Regions from separate parts of the Mus musculus genome. Here region 2 is linked to region 1. Evidence: chromatin contacts called from public promoter capture Hi-C data. All regions are on one chromosome and are shown on one strand. The core of a region is the stretch at or near the end of the contact, and the rest is flanking DNA. Distances in the headings are between cores, read along the strand shown.

Region 1 (7,751 bases), core at 1,359-3,858:
CAGCACACGGCAGCTGTCAGTGTGTCTGCTGTAAGAACAGGTCATGAGAAGCCATACATGTTTAGCCAGGTTAAACATTTCTGAAGAGTGGGCTCAGTGGTGAATACTGCCAGGAAGTACCAGGTCCCACTGTTATACTGATCATAGCATATGGGGGGGGGGGTGCTTATACTATGTAGTAAGCCAGGGGATATGATTTTCTCTGTTTTCTCTTGACACAAAGTTTCCCCCTTATGTTGTGGCTGTTTTCAACTCTCTGTGGGAGCTTACAATGGGGTTGGAATAAATGATATAACAGGCAGGCTGTCCAGTGCAGGTGTGTTGTGCTGGGCTGCCTCAAATCTCGGAATATGCTCACTGACTTATTGACTGTCATTTTTCATTTGAAAAATGTGGAACCTAAATACTTTTATTCTAACAAAGTGATTTGTGTTATCTTATAGATTTTATTTAAAACAAATGAAATAGCTCTTCAGGATGGAATATTTTATTAAGTACAGACATTGTTTTCTGCTAAATAATATGAAACAATAACTATCCTAAGCATTTACATATTAAATATGCTAAATACATGCATTTTAAATATGGATAATTTTGTTATTTTAGATACTTTTGATAAGCTAATCTGAATCACAGATGTAGCCCATACTATCATTAGACTCAAAGTTTGGTTTATCTCTGTACATGTTTTTGTTTTTATTTTCATTAGCAACCCAGTGGGGAGAAGATGGCCGTCCATTTCATTTTCTCTTCTATACTGGCAAACAATCGTACTATTCATTAATGCACGTAAGTATATTTATTTATAAGCTATAAAACTCTTGTGGAGACTTCTCTCAGTGTCAGAACTCTCTCAGTGTCAAGGACTTGCCGAGGTTTCTGATGAGAACCTCCTGTGCTGCCTCAGCCGCTGCATCAGTGTCTATCCCGAAAGTGCTCCTGCGCCGCGTTCAAGTCCTGTCCAGGTGAGGGACCAGCGTGCTGTCAGGATTGTGAGGGCCTATGTCTGCTTTGCTTCTGCTACTCGTATTACAGGTTGGACCCTCCATTGGTCAGTGCAGTGTGTGAGAGAGAATCCAGCTCACAACAGGCTTAGCGGTGAGGTCCTACTGTGCTTTTGCTTTTCAGTATACTGGGGGATTTTGTTTTGTTGCCTTCCGCGAGAACTGTGTCATAGTATGGGAATTTGAGGGTGGTCCCCAAAACTGCTTTTAGAAAAAAAAAAGGTGGATGCTGGTCATCATTTTTAAAGACAGAACACATTATATTTTTAGAAACATGGTGTCAAGTTCTGTTTTATCCATACTGTGACTTTTAAAGCTATGGAGATATTTATGGGGCTTTCCCCATTCACAGTCAGAGGCTGGGGCCTCTGCACTCACTCCTCTGCCTCTAGGCCGATCTGCTGTTTATTTGTGCTTCACAAACCCAACGGACGAAGTCCCCACTTGTCAGGTACATTTATTTCTTAGGGAAAAAAAGAAAACCTTCTTTTCGCTTTTTGTTGACCTTGGGCAAATGAGCTTCGTGCCCTGGCAGAAATGAAATGAATGACAAATGTTGAGTGTGTCTTTGCTGAGTAATGGGGCTGTGCTCCGGCTTCCACGGAGCCTCCCGCGCACAGCCCGCGGCTGCCCGAGGACCCCTGCTGCTCATTTAAATAGGTATGTCAAATCTGCCTCCAAACGCCGCTGGTTTGATCTGTGGTAATATTTGTGAAGGTTCCATATGGACTTGAGCCCCCTGCAGTGCTAAGAAATAATGTACAACGCTTCATGGTGCAGACGCAAATTTCCCCTGAAAAGGGATGCAGTGCCGCGTTTTAGCTGTCGGAGGGGATGATGGAGCTGACGCGCTAGGCCTGTCAACTTGTTACACGGATGGGTTGCACGCAGCGAAGCTGTGGAAAATCTGTGCCTTTTAACTTTTCTACTTAATCACGGTTGTAGCATTGCCTTTAGACTGTATGCTACATTAATTCTCTTCCTGCCTTCTGCCTTCATCCCAAGTTTCACGGGAAAAAGTAAAGTGTGCAGGTCTTACAGAGGAGCCTTATCAAACAGCTGTCATCTGACAAGCCATTTGCATTTGTTTTGGCTGAAATGGAGCAACCCAAGGGCAAGATCTTTTGTTGCATTCCATCATAATGAAGAAATTACACATTGTGTAAGAGGCCTGGCTTTATTTTTAGTTTGCTTGTGTGCTTTAAAAGGTATTGCTCCAGAAACTGATGGGATAGAATTTTACCGTACTCTGACTGAAATGTCAAATTATATTTGACTAATAAATGCTCTTCCCCTGGGTTGGGCTGAGTTTTGTTGCACATAGGAGATTTCTTTAGGCTTTTAAATTTCGTTAACTCAGGAAACTCTGTTTGCCAGTCACATCAGCATCACTTATGGCAAATGCCATTAATTAGAGCCACACTCACAGCCATATCATCTCATAGAGCACACACATCACTGGCTTCTGAGGTGATTGTACTTTGAAATCCTCTAAGTGTTCACTGCTCAGCCTGCAGAGGCACTTTCATGCTGAAGTGAGCACTGCACTTAAAGTCCAACAGAAGCAGGCCAGCTGGTAGGCTTTCTCTCCTTTGTTCCGCCCTAACATCCTGCGGTGGGGTTGCCTTCCCTCTGCCCCAGGCAGCGCAGGAAGCAGCCCCCAGAGAATGACAGGCTGAAAGCCTTAGGAATGAAGCTTTGTCGCTACCATTTGCTTTTGCAGGTACAATTTTCTCTCAGGGTGACAGGGGAAAGACACTCGGCCAAACAGCCTTTCCCACGTCTGAGCAGCTGTAATTGTGTGAGGCAGGACAGTCCGTGGCCAGGCTTGTTGATAAGGGAACTGATCTCAAGCCTGTGTGCAGCTGTGTGAGGAGACCTTTCTCAGCTCTATGAACCTTTCTTATTGTTTACAATCGTGCTGAGTCTCTTTCATATGGTTGGCTTTTTGCATAGCAAGTATATGTACCTCATTACAACTAGTCTAAGATAGCTCTGATGCATACTGCAGTTAAGAACAGCATATAAACTAGACTAGGCATGGTGATGCACGTCTTTAATACCAGCTCTCGGAAGGCAGAGGCAGGCAGATCTTTGAGACTGAAGCCAGCCTGGTCCTCAGAGTGAGTTCTGGATTAGCCAGGACTGCATCAAAGACCCTGCCTTTAAAAATAAAAGGCAAAACCAGTATATAGCTAAGCATGACCCGTGTAAGCTCAGCATTTGCAGGGCAGGCCCAAGAGGATGGCTGCAAATTCAAGGCCAGCCTGTTCTGCACAGGGAATTCCAGGCCAGCAAAGAAAGTTAGCAAGACCCTATCTCAAAGTTTAAAAAAGGGGGGTGGGGTGGTATAGAATGCTTTAGTGAATACTGTTTCCTGTTCCTGTACAGCTAGCTCATCGATTTTGGGGACATAATGAGATTTGTGAGGAAGAATGACCATGAGAGAAACATGTATCGCATTTGTCCCTATGAGGAAATGAAGCATACTGGGGGGCAAGTATGGAATGAAGGCACCCTTGGATCTATGGGGTGCTCTCATGTCACACGCTAAGGGCTCCTTTGCAGGTCTGTTGCATACCCAACGTTGCTGTGGACATAATGACTCCTCAGTAAAAATCCTGTTAGCAAGATGTACATTTATAATGAAAACCTGTAAAACAATCTTGACACAACTTCTTAAACAATTAAAAGTGGTTTTAAGAAATAAGAGACTTCCTGGGTTTTTTGGAATGGCTCTGAAGAGCTGCCTCCACCTGAGCTGCCTTCTTTATTGAAACTTTATGGTTGCATTCCCTCAGGAGCCACTTAAGCAGGAAGACGCGCGTACTTCTCAGGCGTGAGAAGCTGCAGCCTAGGTTTCAAGAACAGAAGATGGGAAAGAGCAGGGACAGAAATTTCCTGGAAATGCTGAGCAGAGGACAGAGAAGGATTCCAAGAGTGATAGATGTGTGTTTGGAAAAGAAAATAGGCTGTGGCTCTGACAGATGAGCCTCTGGACCCCATCCCTAGCACCGTGACGTGAAATTGCTATAGAGCAGATATGCAAGCAGTGGCTGATCTAGAGAGACCTTTATTTATGACTCGGTGAGATGGACAGAGGGCTGGGCCAGGAGTAAAGGCTGGTATAGCCTTGACCTTAGCCCGGCTTTCCCAGAGCAGCCAGGTGGGAGGTGGGGTAGACTGACTATTCACTTACTACAAGTGAGTTGAAAATTGTATTAGTTTCTTTTTTTTTTTCCTTTCGTAACTTGCAGTGTTAAAAAAATTACCTATGGTAACAAGATGTTTCACTGGCACAGTTTTGGGACTTTTAGTCAATGGTAAGCTATCTGCTATTCAAGGCTGCTCATCTTACAGTAGAGAAGTGGAAAAGGAGAGCAGGGGCCATGGTTGCTTTCAGTCATTGGAGAATGACCAGAAGGTGTTTTATGGGCCCTAGCTCCTCCCAGTAGCACTACCCTGGAGACAAAGCCTCCATACACAGGCCCTGGGGTTGAGCAGGACAACAGTATCCAGACTGTAACAAGCCATTTACAACTTACTCTAGGAGGTGGTTATCTGACTCTGACCTGGGGACCCCTTTGTCTAATTTAATTACTAAGACATGGGTGGAGTACACCACATTACCTGGAAGGCTCTTCAAGAAAGGGGACTTGAGACTTAGTGAGTCCAGCTTAGAAGTGCTGCATGTTGTGCACTGGGATCTCTCATTATTGCTTAAGAGGTGTGGCCTATAGTTCTTGTACCCAGAAGAACACTTTGATATGTCCCATGAAACCCATGCTGGGACAGACAGACAATGTGAGTTTTTACATACATAAAGCTCGTTTGCCTTGTAAAAGAAGTTACTGGCATTTCAGAGATTCTGCAAGTTTTTTTCTGACAACTTAAGTAACCCCAGTTCTTGTGCCTAAGGACCACAGCCCCTCGGGAGAGGGCTGCCTGCTTAGGCTACTGTAGACTGCAAGCCAGGGTCCTGGGATGAAGTGTCATGGCATCTGTGCTTGGCTTAAATGTTTCTAAATGTCCCTGTAATCCCATGAATATTTAAACCTCTTGAATGTAATGTTTCTCTCTTTAAAAATGCAGTTAAAATAACTGTTATTGAGTAATTGTTTAGCGACTGTGTGGAGTGCTTGTTTTTAAAAAGTCATGTGCTGGGCTGGAGAGATGGCTCAGTGTTTAAGTACTGGCTGCTCTTCCAGAGGACCTGGGTTCAGTTTCCACCAGCCACACTGTGGATCACAGCTATATATAGTTGGAGTTCTAGGGCATCTGACACTCTCATACAGACATAAACACAGGCAAAACACCTGTGCACATGAAATAAAAATAAATAAAAATTAAAAAGTGTGCACAAACACACATATATATGCCTATTTAAGACTTCTTGGCAGCAGGAATTAATTCAATCATTAATTCAGCAGTCTAGAGGTATTTTCATTTTCTTCATATATGAATAATTAGTATTGTATACCTCATATATTCAAAGTGTATGGTTAGGAAAATAATGTTTTAAAAATAGGATTTAACTTGCTACCTCTGTTAATTCAATGAGATTACTTTTGTACACTTATTTATAATATGTGACTTTAATTCAAGATGTAAAAATCTATGGGATGGGAGTCCTAAGCACACCAATGTCCTTACTGCTATCCCAGAGTGGTTCCTATGGCCTGGAGCAAAGACTCTTGCCATTTTTTGTTGAATGGCCTTTTTGATAGGTAAATCATTCACCGAGGGGTGGCAGGGGTCTGTAACAGAAGCATGTCACTTGCAACCTGCAGTACATCAACCTTTCTGAATTACATTGGTGCTTATTTCTGTGGCTTTGTTTACAAGAGTGGTCAAAGCACTTGGGGTTGTTATTACTTAAGAGGTTGATTCTCTGTGACTCTTTTAACAGATTGCAAACTGTTAGTGATCGCACTCTCTAAACTGGAGATTACCATTAATAACTATTTGGTACACCAAATGCACCTGACTTCTCCTGTGCTGCCCTCCAATGCACTGTTATTTGTTTACTCGTCCTAAAATTGGAATTTCCACATGATTAGTGTAACCCAAACAAATTGTGAAGGATACTGAGATTCATACTGCTAAGTCTCCGGCAAGGGCTGTTAGTTTAAGGATTTCTTTTTCAACCTGAGCATCTGGTATTTTCAAATTAAGGCACCTTCTAAATTTGACTCATACATTATGGAAATCTGATGGCACAAGAGGTGGATAGGCTTGCTTTGATTTTATGAAATATTAATCATAGCTGTGATTAATGATTCAGCATTTCACATCTGGGTTATTCCTGTCATATTTGAAATTACACTATTAAGTACAGTATATAAGCTTAGAGTAGGTGGGGTCATTCTAATTCTCTAGTGCCCCTAAAAAAATCAAGTGGAAATGTAATAATATACCAAAAGCTACCAGTGATAATCTGTGATGTTGACAGTTCCTGGCATATTTTATGCCCTCAACGATTTTTCTATGTAAATCGTAACATATCTCTTCCGGGAATTGAAGCTATAGAATTTACTTCCCAGAGAACTGATGCTTTTAGCTGAACTGCATACAAGGCAGACTCTTGAGAGTCGTTTCTTACACTAACAGAGAGAATGCGTGGAAGTGAATGCCAGCGCGGTGCTTTTACTAACTTGACTCTGGACAGCATCATTGGCCACTGCTATAGGCAGGCACTGTGCTAAGTTCTTTGTGTGGATTTCCTTATTGAAGAGTGTTTGCAGCTGATAGCATAGATGAGCAGAGAGGCGCCTGCATGCTCCAGGCTCTGGATTCATGTCCCAGAACCTCCTGCTTGAGAAACCCAGGGAGCAGCAAGTGGCTGGGCTTCACCGGTTCAGACATTTGTCATCAGTAAGTGGAACCCACTGTGCTTGACATTTGATGCACACTTCGCCATGCTCCCTTTGACATCTCTTTACTTAAATTATGTGGGAGTGATTATGGATATGAGCAACACCAGAAGGAAACAGTGTAGTGAAAGAATATTCGTAGAAAAATAGAGACTTGAAGTGCAACTTGGGCGGAGTCTCGGAGTGAAGGCGCTTGCTGAGTTCACTCCTGGAACCCATGTGCAAGCAGAAAGGGAGAGGTGACTCTCCAGAGGCATCCCTTGGCCTCCACATATGCACCCACATACAGACAGTACACGTGCTTACACAGTAATAAGTAGAAATTAGAAAAAGATTTTAAGTGAAAACTGCGGGGAAGCCATTGGAAAATGGTTAATTTACCAGTCTAAACTTGAAACTCATCTATGAGGAAGGTCTTACTGTTACAGTAGTTAGTTGCTTTGGTAACTCTAGAAAATTAAACCCTTTCAAAGAGAAGAAGGTATGTTCTGACCATGCTAGTGTTCTCATACCTTCCATATCTCTGCCTGCATTTGGAGCCATGCCTCCAGCCACTGCAGCCTCAAGTCCAGGGGCTGGTTGACTGATTCTTTCCCTGGGGCGCGAGCTCAGGCAGTGCCGTGTGCACTTGGACATGCTGTCTGTCCACAGGTACAGGTGAGGAAGAGCTTGCCTGTTGAGGATTCCAGAAGTATTGAGAACTGCTTTTTAGAAACCAGTGTGCTGAAAATGTTTGATCTTGCTTCAGTGGTTCGCAGTGGTTCTCAACCTTCTAATGCCACAACCCTCTAATCCAGTTCCTCACATTGTGGTGAAGCACTCCAACCATAAAACTAATTCATTGCTACTTTATAACTGATGTTGCTGCTCTTAT
Region 2 (7,751 bases), core at 3,161-5,660, 170 kb after region 1:
CACAGTGCACAGGATACCCTCAGGGGACTGGAAACTTCCCAGGAACACCAACACATAGTCCATGCTGCTATAGTCTGGATGCTAAAGGTGTCCCCGAGGCCCATGTGTTAAAGTCCAGCTACTGGGGGTGAGGGTGGAGCCTGGAAGGGATATTGGTCAATGGGAAGGAGTGGGACCATAGCAGAGGAGGTGGAACCTCAACCCCCTGCCCTGCCCTCTTCACTTCCTGGGCACAACACTGCCTTTTTCTGCTAAGAAATCTAATAAAGAAGAATTACAGCATGGCACATGTATATACATGTATGTGCACAAACACACACAAATGAATGCATAAATGTAATCTTAAAATGTTTCAATATGGAAGGAATAGGGGCTCTGACCTAGCTAGGAAGTGGGGTAGACAGCGGGAATCTGCTCTGTCCTGCCCTGACTTAGGGTCCGATCTTGTCTCTGCAAGGGAAGCCAAGAAAATCGATCTTCTATGCTTGCTGCCTTAGTCTCAGTAAAAACCTGTCACAGATTGAAAGACTGCCCTCTGCTCTTCACAAGTTAATTGCCTCGGGTATTTTATCATAATGATGGAAAGATGATTAGCACATGTTGGGGACACCTCAGAGGCAAAGGCTTTAGGTATTCTATAAATGACATGGCTTCTCCCACTTCCTGTGAGGATAACAACAAAGAGAAAAGAAAAGTGGAGTGGAGTTGAGATGCAAAATATAGCATCTACTTCTACTCCCTCTGGGTCTCTTTCACAAAGGCTCACATTCCCTCAGATGACCAACAAGCACAGACTGAGAGATCAGGAAGCAACAGCCAGGTTTCCTCTCCTAAGCTGTTAGTGACATTGCAGCCACAGACCTTAGTCTAGGCTGGAGCTCACCTGCAATCTCCTGTCGATCACGAGATGTTCCAGATACTTAACCAGGGCTTTAGGGTATTTCTTAAGGGAACTAATAATGTTGTCTGGATTAAAACTAGTCTGCTGCTGCTCGTCCAAAGGTCTCTTGGTGAAAATTTGAACTCCAATCTGCAGAAAGAGCAGCAATTCAGTTTTCTTCATCTTTCTTTTGGTCATTTAACAGTCATGGCTTGGCTAAAACCATCATGCAGGATACGCTGATGATAAGCAGGTACCACTTCTCATATGCCAAACTTACCTCAAAAATATGGAGAAAACAGTCCAGCAAGAAAGACCAAACAAAGCGTACACCATAGACAGGAAAGTGGTGCTAAGTAACCCTCCCCACACACTGCTAGGATTTCTTCTAAGATGGCTGGAAACTAACAAATAGAGCAGTCACTGGTAAGAGGCTTTGACAGCCGTGCAACAAACACTAGCACTGTTAAGATTATCCCAAATAGAGACTTTTTCTTGCAAAGATTAAGTGGGAAAATCCAGAAAGTATGAAAACTCACAGTGAGCTCTTGGTTCTCTGAACACATTGTCTGGCTAGTAGATTATTTACTGTGCTTGGCTAATTTGCCATCTGAACCTTCCAGGCTGCCTTCCGATGCTGCCATAAGGAGCACCCTGGATCAATTTTCCCTTCTGAGGAAATACTAAGACCATTAGACCTTGTTGGGTTCCCCTGGGCACTAAAATGTGTACTACTGCTTGCTCACATGTGTATATGTATACATACCCTGTGAACCCCAAACATGAGACACACGGCACAGCTACAGGTCTGGATTGTGTCTCAGCTTTGCTTGACTACAAGACCTTGAAAGAGTCTGTTAGCCCCATCTGTGAACCACACTCTTCAAGAGATGACAGAGGTCAAGTGGAGGGCCAACATGTGACACACAGAATAATCTCTGTGTGTTTGGCTGTGATTGCTCTGCAATGGGAAAGGATCACCACAGGACCATGTGCAGGTGCATTCTACAGGCAAACACAGACATAAAGGATGAATGGAGAGGCCAGTGAGCAGGCTTAGCAGGTAAAGGTCCTTCCTGCCAAGCTTGACTATCTGAGTTCAATTCCTGAGATACACACAGTAGAAAGTGAGACTTCAGCTGTCCTCTGACCACCATACAGCATGGCACATGTATATACATGTATGTGCACAAATACACACAAACGAATGCATAAATGTAATCTTAAAATGTTTCAATATGGAAGGAATAGGGGCTCTGACCTAGCTAGGAAGTGGAGTAGACAGCGGGAATCTGCTCTGTCCTGCCCTGACTTAGGGTCTGATCTTGTCTCTGCAAGGGAAGCCAAGAAAATGGATCTTCTATGCTTGCTGCCTTAGTCTCAGTAACTCGTGAGCCTTTTAAGGTCTCTGTCCCTCTGTCCTGAGCATGCTGCCTTTGAGTCGTGATCCCTTTGGGGGAGCTGCATATCAGACATCCTGAATATCAGAATCTACATTATTATTCATAACAGTAGCAAAATTACAGTTGTGAAGTAGCCATGAAGTAATTTTATAGTTGGGGGTCACCATGACATGGAGAACTGTATTAAAGGGTCACAGCATTAGGAAAGCTGAGAACTGCTACTGTAGAGCCAAGAGCCAACAGCTGCTTTTTCACTATTGTCTTGTCTCAGCCTCCAAGATGAGCCAGGCCATGTACACGACACTTGACACCTCCAAGTCCACAGCCTCTTAGAAACAGAAGAGGACAATGGTCTTCCTGATGTGGCCCAGATCTGAGCCACTTCTTGCAGAAGACCAGCCTGTGTAGAGTAAGAACCTGCATGCATCCCAGAGAACAAAATGCAGACTTGTTCCCTGACAAGTGCAGAGAGAACTGTAAGAGCACTTCCTGAACACCAGCGGCGTGAGAAGGTGAGGCCTCTGCAGAAGCAGACTGTGCCACGTGCTTATGCTCAAAGGACGGCATTCAAAAGGGGACAGCGTAAACAGGAGGAGGACGAATGTGGCTTTTTGCCCCTCCACCTAAAGTTGAGGGGGGCGTTGGTGTCTTTCTAGCAGCCATTCCTAAGAGAATGCATTTATGAACACAAACCTCCTCACTTTTCTGCAGCAGCCAGTCAGCATGGGTCCACACCAGCTCTTGGTCTAGGCAGTAGGTAAGGAAATCAACGATGTATTCATACAGGTCCGAGCGTGTAGAGTCCTGGATGTCCCCATTCACAATGTTCACCCACAACTGAGAAGAAATAAAAAACAACAACAACAAAAAAAAAAATGTAGAGCTAGAACATTATGTATTATGTAGAATTCGCTGAGAAAATGTTTGTTTTCTTACTTGGTCTCTCATTATTTTCAAATCACACAGGATGAAACATCCCTCACATGAAAATCTATAAGCTGAGCATTCACAAGCATGCTGACAGTGCGGCCTGGATCGCTGGGTAGCTGACTGGGGTACCTCTAGCTTCCCATGCACTACTTCAAAATCTGAAAAGCTCAAAAACCTAAGACAACTCAGACCCTGAGCATTTTGAATAAAGACTGATATAGTAAAGAGAGCTATAAATTCTAAACTCTGTTATAATATTTTTAAGAAATAAATCAGAAAACCCAAATGTGCCAAAATCTAATTTTTCAAAATTTGAGATGATGCTAGATGTGGAAAATTCCATACCATCAAACTTGATTTTGAGCACAGGCTTATACAAATTATTTTCATGCTATTTGTGTAAGACACAAGTGAAATTTAGTTTACACTTGGGTCTTATGTCCAAGACACTTCCTTTTGTAAATGTAAATAATTCAAAATCTAAAATAACCTGCAATATGGTGGTGATCCCCCAACTAAAGCTGATTAGAATGCTCAGTGCATTCTTGTTTTCTTCAGAACTGAATTCACCGGTTAAATAATTGAATCAAAGGTCCACTGAAAAGTGTTGATTTTTTTTTAAATGGAATTTTCACCTCTCCTGAAGATGTGCTCCATATGATTCAAGTATGCAAATCTTTCTCCACAGCTGTGCTAATAGCATTACAACGTGCATGCAGTAATTCTAAAGATGCCACTACTATGTCTTAAAGAAATCAACATTCTGTCTACCATATCCAAGCCTGCTCTTGGCCTTGAGGCATGTGTTGATGGAAACTCATCACAGAGTGTTTTCTTCACTCTGAAATTATGCTCTTGTGGTGCTTTAGCAAAGAGGCTGCAGACTAAACTCAACAAGGCATGGACAAAGACAGGGAGGGAGCTGATGTTACACAAGAGGCTCACAGGAAGCTAGCACCCAATGCAGTCTGAGAGGTAACAGGGCAGAGAGGAGAGCATCCCCCAGGGTGTGAGAAGATACTGCAAAGATCAATGGAAAGCTGTAAGGTGCAGGCCAAGAGACAAGGCTAACAAATCGATGCCACTCAGTTCAGACTCAGCATCCCTGCCGGCCTTCACCTCACTCCTCCCTAGGGCAGGAGCATGAGCTTGCTCAGCACTGGCTCTGTCCTGGTGCCATAAGGGAAGCAACTACCCAGCTCACTAGCAACAGTTGCTGTTACTAACAGCAGAAACTATAACACAATTGCTACCTGCCACCTGCCACCCTGAGTTTCTAAGGTAATGTCATATGCCTGCTGGCTCAGCAAAAATATCACATCCAAGCTAATTCAAGCAAATTTTGTAAAATCAGAGAAAAGCAGTGGATATTAGCACTTAAGAAGGGTGGTGGAATTTGGGGGCAGAGGGATGCTAGACACAGGTTACTAAAATACAGTTAGAGAAATGATCCCTAGTGTTCTGTGGCTCACTGGGGTGAATAAAGGCACTAAACAGATGAGCTCTAAGTTCCCCAGCACAGAGAGACAGTGAACATCTAAGAAGTTGTTAGGATCCCAATGACTGTGACTGAATCCCTTGCCAAGAAAGGTGTATAGTTACTAAGTGTCAGCTAATTTTCTAAATATATATATATATGCTTATGTGTATGTATGTGCCCATGTATGCGTATGCCATATGTGTATAGTGCCCATGAAGGCTAGAAGAGGGGCCAATCCCTAGAATCAATCTGGAGTTATGAGGGTGTGAGCCTCCCAGGACGGATGCAGGAGTGGACTAGAGTAGAGCAGCAACCGCTCTTAGCTCCAGGCCCCCTTTCGATTCTTTAAAAGAAAATCAACCTTGTTTTCATTTCAATTTTCACAAACTCAATCTTGATAATGCTCTTTAAAGAGAATTAAAGAAATCACTTCTTGGCCTTTTTGTAAGAACAAATATTGGGACTTAAAGTCAACACTTCCCAGAGAGTTCACTTTTGAAAACACTATTATATTCGTTCTCTGCAGAAAAGACCAGATCAGGTAAAAGTGCTTTCTATGGATTAATGGGTTTTTAAAAAGAAACACAAAATTATAGGTTACTGACCCAAAATATGTGTAAACATGGTAGTGTAAATGCCTCGGTATATATGGAGTCCGAGACTAATTTTCAAAAGTTGGTTCTGCTGACACAACGGGTTATGAGGTTCAGAGGCGGGGATCAAGCTGAACAGTTGGTGCTTTTATGTACCAAGCCACTAGTCAACTCACCTGAACCGCAGAGGCATCTTGTTTGTTGTAATGATAGAGCAGCCCCAGTGCAAAGTACCTGGAAGAGAAAAGGGTGGAAATGATGACCAAGGATGTGCTGTATGGCCTGGGACACACACCGCTCACGCTCTGCCCATGTCTTCCTCAGGAGGTGGCTCTTGGAGAGGTCAGGCCTCCTTAGAGAGACACAGCTCAATATATTGAAGTGTCAGTTGAAACCTTCCCTTTTAAATCTCTGGGCACATTTCACAACTTCTTATAGATAGAGCATCCTGAGTCACCACCACCAGGTGTCGGTGTGCACTGGATTTGAAACCAAACAGGCTGAGCAGCCCTAATCTGAAATCTGAAACCTGAAATCCACCAAAACACTGTGACCTAAGGGAGCTTGATCAACAAGGTCAAGAAGGCTCAGCTCTTTACTCAGATGCCGTTCACCTTGGCTATGAGTGACTCAACTGCATTATTACTACCAAGTCTCATCTTCCAAGCTTGTCCTGGTCTGACAACACTACTAACCAAGCTCACAGTAATTCATGTTGCACTTTCCAACATGAAGGAGGAGGACGAGAGTGACTCTCTCTGAGGCCCTTTAGATCAGGAGGACATCGTCATCTGAGGACTGTTTGCTGCCCATTGCCACAAGGACTTCTTGGTGATCTTGATTTCTCATCCAAACCCAATGCTGGCTGAGTGAGTCTCACAGCATCTCCTCAAGGGGCCTCATGGGGTGCAAGAGGGCTGGAGTGAAAGCCTAACCACATGGGGCTGAGAACACTCACTTTTTGTGCTTCTCCAGCCAGGCAGCACTGTCTGTCAGCAAGCAGAAATTCTCAGTGACCAAGAGGTCCAGGAGGCTGTCGTGGTCAGCCTCTGCATACAGCTTGAGCAAGGCCGTGTCGATGTCTTCCTTGTAGCCATTAGCTACCTCTGTGCTGCGGATTTCATTCAGGTAGCTCATGAGGAAGCGCTTGCACTTGGCCATCTTCTCCTGGTCACCTTGGGTCAGCTGGTTCAGGTCTGCGTACTCATGAAGAGGAGGGTGAGAGCGGGTGAAGGAGGAGGAGGTGGGCAGCAGAAAGGGGTAGAGAGAGATCAGCTCCCGGACATCCAGCTGGCTGCTTCTGCAATTACAGTGTCAAACTAAATGAAGCAAAGAGAGAGAGAGAGTACACATAGGCACACTAACAACACTGGAGGGCAGTGCCTGGAGGCACATGTTAATGGGTGTGAATGTGGCCAAGCGAGCATCCTAATCTGCTACTACCAATGAAACACTACCAAACATGGTTCCAAAAGGAGCAGAGGAGACAAGGGTGAGGAACATGTACAGATGACTGGTGAGTGCAACATCAAGACACCTGCACTGTGAGGGAAACCCAGGCAGCCCTGGGATTCCTCAGGCAAGACCGAACTATGCCAAGAACAAAGTGGCATCAATCTGAGGCAGGACAAACAGCATCTTCCTGATGCTGAATCCCAAATATTCAGTGGTACTTGAATAAGAGACTTTCTCCTACCTTGGGCCGTGCTATTACTAACATCTAGTAGGCACAATCTAGGGATGAACGCACTACAATATGCCAGACAGCCCTGCCCCAACACACTCACAATAAAGAACCATCAGGCCTAAGAGCCAAGAGTGTCGGGGTTAAGACACTGAGGGCTACAGGAGGGCTCCTGAGACAGGAAAGTTCTGCTCACTGCTCACTCCAGGGTGAACCTGTTGAAGGAAGAGTCCTCGCCATGCAGTGCTTACTGGCCAGAATAGTCCCCGCACTGGACGGGAGGGGTCCCTTCCAAGCTTGAAGGGCTCTTCAGAAGCACTGCCCCTCTGATGCCCTTGTGACCTTCATTCTAATACTTTGACCAAGTTGGCTAAATGGTATGAAGACAGACTGAGAACCTCCAGAAGACACGCAGCTTGGGTTCCATACATGAACAACAATACGTGGGCTTTCTCACAGATGCCAAGCATGATGAGCTAGGAGTACAGCCTCTGGCACAGTTACGGGGTGGAGTCTGAAGTCAGGGCCCAGCACAGGAACAAGAAGGTCAAAGGCAATCACTGCTGTCTGAGAAGCTCCTTACCCAGACATCGGCTCTCAGTGACTCTGTGACAAGGCGAGTGAGCAGTCACCAGCGTACTGCTGTGCTGTTGAGAGACTAATATGGAGGCCTAAGAACCTCGTCCTAAAGACAGACTGGCCCAGCTTCAGCTCTCTCACCACAGTGGGGGACTTTCCAGGCACATATTCATGGGTATTCATCTTAGACTGACCACAGTAT

The links. Capture Hi-C pulls out chosen DNA fragments and counts their contacts.
Region 2: a promoter capture Hi-C map of pancreatic islet shows a contact between it and region 1. The contact joins two enhancer-like sites. A contact is called at or near these places in 2 of 115 datasets of contacts at active chromatin or transcription factors (embryonic stem cells and large pre-B cells) and 5 of 9 other capture datasets (adipose tissue, embryonic stem cells, embryonic trunk and 2 more).

The regions. Positions count from the first base shown.
Region 1 is chr1:42,886,998-42,894,748 of GRCm38.p6, forward strand. It overlaps Mrps9 (mitochondrial ribosomal protein S9), which reads left to right. Exons shown (of 11, transcript NM_023514.4): 5 at 710-789. Among named protein-coding and RNA genes, the nearest start is that of Gm23126, 24 kb to the left of the region's middle. Within about 2 kb of position 2,609, at least 36 of the 459 cell types and tissues checked have an H3K27ac peak or open chromatin away from gene starts, as enhancers often do. A contact at or near this core is called in pancreatic islet, where this site is marked.
Region 2 is chr1:43,053,636-43,061,386 of GRCm38.p6, forward strand. Tgfbrap1 (transforming growth factor, beta receptor associated protein 1) reads right to left here. Exons shown (of 12, transcript NM_001357299.1): 6 at 6,245-6,586; 7 at 5,463-5,520; 8 at 2,977-3,120; 9 at 884-1,030. It overlaps Gm28782 (a long non-coding RNA gene), which reads left to right and starts at 1,026. Exons shown (of 2, transcript XR_865397.2): 1 at 1,026-2,795; 2 at 3,250-3,499. Within about 2 kb of position 4,411, at least 4 of the 459 cell types and tissues checked have an H3K27ac peak or open chromatin away from gene starts, as enhancers often do. A contact at or near this core is called in pancreatic islet, where this site is marked.